Regions from separate parts of the Pan troglodytes genome. Here region 2 is linked to region 1. Evidence: chromatin contacts called from public HiChIP or PLAC-seq data. All regions are on one chromosome and are shown on one strand. The core of a region is the stretch at or near the end of the contact, and the rest is flanking DNA. Distances in the headings are between cores, read along the strand shown.

The links. HiChIP or PLAC-seq counts read pairs in DNA pulled down with a chosen protein or histone mark.
Region 2: an H3K4me3 HiChIP or PLAC-seq map of stem cell-derived excitatory neurons shows a contact between it and region 1, with 2.3 times the contacts expected there. The contact joins the promoter of SLC43A1 here to the promoter of SSRP1 in region 1. A contact is called at or near these places in 2 of 7 Hi-C or Micro-C datasets (induced pluripotent stem cells and stem cell-derived neural progenitor cells) and 1 of 1 datasets of contacts at active chromatin or transcription factors (stem cell-derived excitatory neurons).

Annotation. Positions count from the first base shown.
Region 1 is chr9:59,608,529-59,612,286 of NHGRI_mPanTro3-v2.0_pri, forward strand. SSRP1 (structure specific recognition protein 1) reads right to left here and starts at 1,621. Exons shown (of 17, transcript XM_003954230.5): 1 at 1,460-1,621; 2 at 798-970; 3 at 193-378. The coding sequence starts at 851. P2RX3 (purinergic receptor P2X 3) reads left to right here and starts at 1,682. Exons shown (of 13, transcript XM_063784008.1): 1 at 1,682-2,552.
Region 2 is chr9:59,787,146-59,790,903 of NHGRI_mPanTro3-v2.0_pri, forward strand. It overlaps SLC43A1 (solute carrier family 43 member 1), which reads right to left and starts at 2,111. Exons shown (of 15, transcript XM_016920904.4): 1 at 1,768-2,111; 2 at 282-448. The coding sequence starts at 435.

The DNA.
Region 1 (3,758 bases), core at 371-2,870:
CAAGGCACACAGAAATTCACAAGACTTCAACGCTCAAAGCCAAACACTGATTGCCTGATGGCCTCACAGCCCTGCTCTAAGGAGCCCAAACTAGCAATCACAGGGTTACATGAGGAAGGAACCTCGAGTCTCTAGAAGATTAAAATAAGATGATGCAGTAAAAAGGAGGTTTATAGCCATGGGACATCTCACCGATTCTCGGAAGCCATCATACTTGTAGACATGGCCATTCTTTGTAAGCAGTTTAAGTCCATGGCCCAGAGCAACACGGCGCCAGATGCCTTCTGTTAACTCCCCAGCCTGGATGTTGTCCACTTTGCCTGTCTTGCTATTCTTGAAGATGATGCCCTGGCGGCTCAACCTCAGTCGACCATCATTCTGTAAGAAAAGCAGGCCCAGATCCATGGAGACAGTACACAGCATGTCCTGGGTTCTACAGCTCTACCTAACACACATTCCTGCTGCAAGTGGACTGGCCAGATTATCAATGCAGGAGCAACAGCTGAGGGTGCCAAGGAGTCTAGATTCTAAACCAGACTCTGGTATCTAGAACCCTTAACAGATTCTCAGTTTCCTCATCTGTAAAACAGGAATTGGGAACTGAACAGCATATATGGTCCCTATAACTCTGAGACTATCTCTCAGTATTGCCTTGAGTTGGTGGAGACACTAGGTACACATTATACTGAGTTTTCTTTTTCCAAAATAACGTTACCAAAGCAAGCTCTCATTAATGGACAAAAACTCTACCCTCCTTCCTTCTCTCTACTTGTATCACCTGTCCAAGCCATTCTCACCATGGAACCTTTCACCTCCTGATAGACGTCGTTGAACTCCAGTGTCTCTGCCATGTCGACCCCTGCCTGTGGTGGCCTGGGCAGAGCCCCAGGCTGCACAAGGGAAACCAAGTAAACTGGGAGCTGGGCCCCAACTCCTGAGTGGGTGTGCGGATGCTCAGCAGGTTGGGAATCTGAATTCAAGAGGAAGACAGATAAGCATGAAAGACAGCACCTCGCTGTGCTCACGGATGGAGCCAGGTAGCAACTCCCAGCTGCGCCTGGATGTCTCAGGATTTCCTCTGCCTGGAAACCTACAGACGGACGCTGCAGTGCCCGAGGGTCCAGGTCCAGGCCTGGGTGGAGAACCGGGCCTGGAATACCGCTGACACCCAACCCGACGCCCGCTCTGGCCGCTCCGGCGGGAGCCATGGCAACGAGCAGCGGAACCCCAGGGTCTGCCCGGAGCCCGCACATCGCACGCGACCCAATCCAGCTCAGAGTGCAGGGTTTCCCTCGCACCGCTCCCACCACCCCGCGGCCCCAGACCCACGGCTCACCCCCGCCCCACAGAATGGATTCGCCCGCTCCCCGCGGTTTCGAACGCGGAATGGTCCATGTCGAGCGTCCCGTGGGGGAGCGGGGCCCCTGCCTTCCTGGGACCGGGGACGACCACCACCTACCTCCTCAGGCTGCGGCCTCGCGAGGGCCCCGGCGCGAGAGGTGGGCGCGCTGGGGGGACGCGGGGGGGCGCGGGGCGGGGGATGGGGGGACACCGGGGAAGCTTTTCCCGCGTGCGCGGCCCCGCGTCCCGCCACCGGAAGCCGTGCACAGGCCACAGAGAGGACGAGCTGGCTAGAGAGACGCGAGTCGGGCCCGCCTGCGAGACAGTCGCATAGAGCGTCAGCGACTCTGGAGGACCTGAGGGAAGGGTGGTTGCCGTGAAGCCTCTCTCACCCAGGGGGAATCCGGCCTAGAAAATGTGTGTAGGGCTCTTTAGAAACTACAGACACTTCTTCAGTCGAGACTAGATACTAAAGAGAAATTGTGTAGTTTTATTGTATCAGACTTAGTACAGGGGTGGGGTGGGGGTGTGTATTGGAATGATGCGTGCCCGTTTCTCTGCAAAATAGTTTCTGTGTCATGGAAAGGAGTCGATGGGACAAGAAGAGAAGTATTTGAACAGTTGTGGGAGGAAACGACCTCTCCCACTGGCTGCGGAGAGTATGCGGGTGTTGGTGTCATCGTGGGTGCACTGCTTTCTGGCTGAACTGTCAAGTTCACTGTCTACACCCAAAATTTTCACATCCTTAACCGAAAATTATAGGTACCTCCAAGAGGCTGGCAAACGGCCTTATCCAGTTCAAGTCCTGGTGTCAGATTCACCTTGGAGCCAGAACTGATTTGAAACCACATCATCCTGTGGTTGCGGAAGCCAGGTCTCCCCCGTATAATCCCAGAGTGCATTTTGCAACATCAGAGACCAGACCTGGAAAAGATGTTTTAGTTTTTCTACCCCAACCTCCTTTTACTGATGGGAAAACTGAGACCCAAAGGGGAGTGAGTTGCCCAGGGTCTCAGTGCGTTGGCAACAAGGCTAGGTAGGACCCAGACCTCCTTAACACCACCAGTCCAGTTATCTTCTGTCATAATCACAGTGACTGGATGTTCAGAATGACTATTGATATGTGTCCTACATGAAGACATTAGTACAGAATATGTAAGCTCAAGATTTCCCTGACAATCAATACACCAGCTTGCTAAATCAATCCTGGGGTAAGAGACAACAGGAATGCACCCTTCTCCCCTGAACTCATAGCTTTAACCTCTGAGTAGTGGCTATTCCAGCATTATCTAGCAAAATAAATTCAACTGGGTTTAATAAATAGATATTGAGGGCCTATTACTACTTTAGCACACTTCTCAGATTTGAGGAAACTTGAACAAGGTGAAAACATCCCCGGCCAGGCGCGGTGGCTCACACCTGTAATCCTAGCACTTGGGGAGGCCAAGGCAGGGAGATCACTTGAGGTCAGGAGTTTGAGACCAGACTGGCCAACGTGGTGAAGCCCCGTCTCTATTAAAAATACAAAAATTAGCCAGGCGTGGTGGCGGGTGCCTATAATCCCAGCTACTCGGGAGGCTGAGGCATGAGAATTGCTTGAACCCAGGAGGCAGAGGTTGCAGTGAGCTGAGATTGTGCCACTGCACTCCAGCCCGGGTGACAGAGCGAGACTCTGTCAAAAAAAAAAAAAAAGAAAGAAAGAAAAAGAAAAAAAAAAGGAAGGAAGGGAAGGAAAGAAAGAAAAAAAAAAAACAGAAAAAAAACCCAGCCCCAACCTTTCAGGAAAACATAATCTAACAAATGACTTTAATAAATAAAGTGACAGTTTAAAAAAAAAGAAGTTGGCACATATACACCGTGGAATACTATGCAGCTATAAAACAGGATGAGTTCATGTCCTTTGCAGGGACATGGATGAAGCTGGACTCCATCATTCTGAGCAAATTATCACAAGGACAGAAAACCAAACACCGCATATTCTCACTCATAGGTGGGAATTGAACAATGAGAACACTTGGACACAGGGTAGGGAACATCACACACACCAGGGCCTGTCGCGGGGTGGGCAGAGTGGGGAGGGATAGCATTAGGAGATATACCTAATGTAAATGACGAGTTAACGGGTGCAACACACCAACATGGCACACGTATACATATGTAACAAACCTGCATGTTGTGCACATGTACCGTAGAACTTAAAGTATAATAATAATAATAAAAAGAAAACAAAACAAAACAAAAAAGACGTGCTAACTGCTATGCTACAGGTAGAGTGAAGCTCATTACCAGCTGGAGTTAGAAATATGTGACTCTTTACTCATCACACCTCAGAAGACCCAGAAAAACTTTCAAGAGACCTTTTCCCCCTGGCCCATGCCACTGGAGGCAACTCAGGAAAGGAGGGGATGGCTGCAGAA
Region 2 (3,758 bases), core at 861-3,360, 180 kb after region 1:
CTCTAGACCTGAGGCTGTCAGAGGCTTAGGACTCTGCCTATTAGTCCCAGGGTCTGGATGACCAGCAGGACACCTGGCATTCAGTGACCACTGGATTAGATAAATGAAACAGTGGGCAGAGTGCCACCCATTCTCCCCCTGAAGTCTGAAGAGGTCGAGAAGTGAGGCTGTCCAACTGCTGACCCTGCTTTCTGTTCACCTGGCCACCTAACCTTTTCTGGCTTCCACCTGCCCCTTTGCCATCCCTCCCCCCAGCCCACCCAGCCCATTTTCAGGCATACCTGGGCACATGCTGGAATAGAAGCCCTCGTTCTTCAGAATGATCAACAGGGAGCCCCAGCCCAGGAGTACAGCAGAGAAGAAGAGGTTCTCCAGCACAGCCGTGCAGGCCATCCACCAGCGCCTCCGGTACGCCTGTTGCAGCGTGGGGGCCATGCTGGCCCCGAGCCTGCACAGAAACAGAGCGCTGGGTGAAGGGCCCCCCAGTGGCCCCAGGGAAGGGTCCTGCATCATGGTGGCACCCGAGACCCCTCGGGCCAGCCCGCGAGGAGCCCCTCATGGAGGCCCCATAGAGCCCTGGGCTTCCCAGCCGGTGCCAAGGAGCTGGCTCCGCGCGCACTAGCAGTGCCAGAGGTGCACGCGGCACGGGGCTCCCGCTGAGCCACTATCGGAAACAAGGAAGGTCCTGTCTGCGCGCTGCAGCTTCCTAGCAGGCTGCCGGGTTCTCCCACCCAGGCCAGGGCGCTCAGGGCCGGGCTGCTGGGGAGAAAGTCCGCATCTGCCCAGGTCCCCAGAGGACAGCAAGGGGCAGAGCGCGCTCTGAAGCACCGCGGGCCCATGTCCGGACTCTCGCGCCAGGAAAGACCCCTAGAAGCTGGCAGGAAGAAGGGCAAGTTCAAGGCTACCCTACGACCCCATCTTCCAGTTGCCCCTCCAAGACCTCTCCTTCCCTCTGGGGCCGGGCGACAGCAAGCCCTCCCCCTTTCCGTATCAGGTGACCCACGACCCTACAGTCTCTCGGGCCAAGCCAACAGCTGCCACGTGGAGGGAGACCCAGGACGGGCTCTCCTCGGTTCCCTCCTCCCCCGCGCGCCCCTCACTCACTCCGCAGGGCTCGGGGCACCAGGCTTTGCACCTCGGAACCCGCTTGCCCCCCTCCAGCCCCGGGAGGGGGCTCGGACTTCGGCAGGAAGTCTGGCGGCTGCTGACTTTATAAGGGCAGCGGTGGCGGATGGGCTGGCGGGCGGGTGTGTTTACCAAAGGGAGGGAAAGAGCCCCAGCTCCCCCCGCCGCGGCCGCTGCAGCCTCGGCGGGAGGAGAGGGAACGCGGGCGGCGCGGGGGCGGGGAGCGACAACTGGGATGAGACCGAGGAAAGCGGAGAGGAGAAGGGCAAGAAAGACCCAGAGAGAGGGGAGGAAGTACCACTCACTTCTTCCAGGGGGACTCGGTATTCTCATCTGTGAAATGGGGCTTTGGATTCAAGCGCTCCAGGAGGTCCGCTGGAACTCTGGCAAACGCGCAGCTCTAAGCAGAGGAAGTGCAGCGAGCGGGGACCCGGGAGGAAGAGAAGAGTCGGAGGGGTCAGAGAAAAGAAAAGGGAAGGACGCGCTTGGCGAGATGGGACACTGTGCCGCGGGACCGCGGGCGCAAGTAACGGTCTTTCCTTGGGAAGCCTGGCAGTGTCGGCGGGAGCCGGCCTCGGTGTCTCTCAGCCGACCCACAGCCGGAGACCCTACGCGCGCCCCCTCCCCGCCCACGCTGCTCACCTCCGGTCACCGGCAAATGAGCAGCCAGCAGCTGCGGACGCCTCCGGGAGCGCAACGCTTTCGCGGCGCGTCCGGAGTCCCGTGGGCCCAGCCCTGAGCCGCGCCCGCGCTAGGGTCTTCTCTGCGTGCAGGACCCGGCGGCCACGGAGCTTCAGCCTGACAGCCCGGTGGCCTCGCCTCCGCTGTCTCCTCGGAAGAAGCGGGGGAACTGGGAACCCGCCGGGCGCCAGAGGTCTGCGAAGCTGGGCTTGGATGAAGTGGATCTGCGGAGTTGATAGTTGTATTTACACGCGTCCGGAGCTGCGCCCCGAGGTGGGGGCGGGGGCTCCCTTCTTTTCCCCTCCCCTTAGGTCGAGTTTCACGCGCACGTGACTCGCCCGCTGGTCCCGGACACTCTCCCTCTGGCACGGCCCCAGCACCTACATTTCCACCCTGGACCCCCATCTTCTCCCCCAAGCCCCCAGACTAACATCAGGCAGCGCCCTCTGTATCCTTGTTCAAAACAAAGTGCGATTCGGCTGAAGCCGACTGACCGCGATTCAGGGCCGCCTTGGGTGGGGTTTTGAACTGTGCAGCTGGAAGCAGTGTTTTCCGAGAGGCAGAGTGGCACGGGTTTCTTTGGAGTTAGTCAGATCGAGGTCTGAGTCTTGACTTTTTAACTGACTACCCTGGGTTACCTAGGGCAAGTTACCTCTCTGAGCCCCAGCTTCCTCCTCTTTAAATTCGGTTAAAATGGAACCTACCTAACTGCCCAAAGGAATCGGGATTGTGATGCAGGTAAAATGCTAAGCATAGCATTTGGCATAGTAAGCATAATGTTAATTGTTGCTGCTGTCATTATTTCAGAAGACCTGGTGATCGGATGCTTCCAGATCAACAATTGATTGACTCCAGGTAAATTTCTCAGCCTCCCTGAGCCTCAGTATCCTCATCTGTAAAATAGACTACTATGGTGTGGAGTAATGAGAAGTAATCTCATTACATGTGAGTTTAATTGTGTGTTAAGAGTGCTGCTAATGCATGCTGAGCTTAATACCTAGGTGATGGGTTGATAGGTGCAATAAACCACCATGGCACACATTTACCTACGTAACAAACCTGCACATTCTGCACATGTACCCCAGAACTTAAAATAAAAATAAAAATTTTTTAAAAAAAGAGTGATACTGGTGGCCAGGTGTGGTGGTTCATGCCTGTAATCCCAGAACTTTGGGAGGCCAAGGCAGGAGGATCGCTTGAGCTCGGAGTTCGAGACCAACCTGGACAACATGGTGAAACCCCGTCTCTACAAAAAAGAAAAAAAAAATAGCCAGGCATGGTGGCGTGCACCTGCAGTCTCAGCTACCCAGCAGGCTGAAGTGGGAGGATCACTGAGCTGGAGAGATGGAGGCTGCAGTGAGCCAAGATCATGCCACTACACTCCAGCCTGGGTGACAGAGTGAGACTCTGTCTCAAAAACAAAACAAGAATGACTACAGAAAGCTCCAAGAAGACCTCAGATAAAAGGGAACCCCTGAACAGATGAGCCACCAAGCCAAGAGAGGAACTAATGGCTACCATAGACAGGGCACTTTCCAAAATAAAAATACTGTTATTAATTCCTCAAGACATCATGGTCCCATTTAAACCTCATAGCTTTTCACAGAGGGAGAAACTGCAGGCTTGAAGCTGGAGCAAGGTTAGAGGTAGGATGCAGAGTCAGGTCGGCCTGGCATTTAAGTACGGCTCCTTCCATTCCTCCCAGAAGGAGAATGGCAAGAGCAAAGGCTTAGCTGTGGGAATGGCACAAGGAGTTCTCGCCGGCCAAAGCACGTCAGGCTCTGATGGTTTAACTTCTTAAAATGCAATACTGCCTCCCAGAACTTCCAGATCAAGGTCAAACTCCTCAGCTCTGCACAGGGGGACCTAGAGTCAACTTTCTAAGCTAGGAGAGTCATGGATCCCTTTGAGAATACAAAAGACAGTGGGCGCGGTGGCAGTGGCTCATGCCT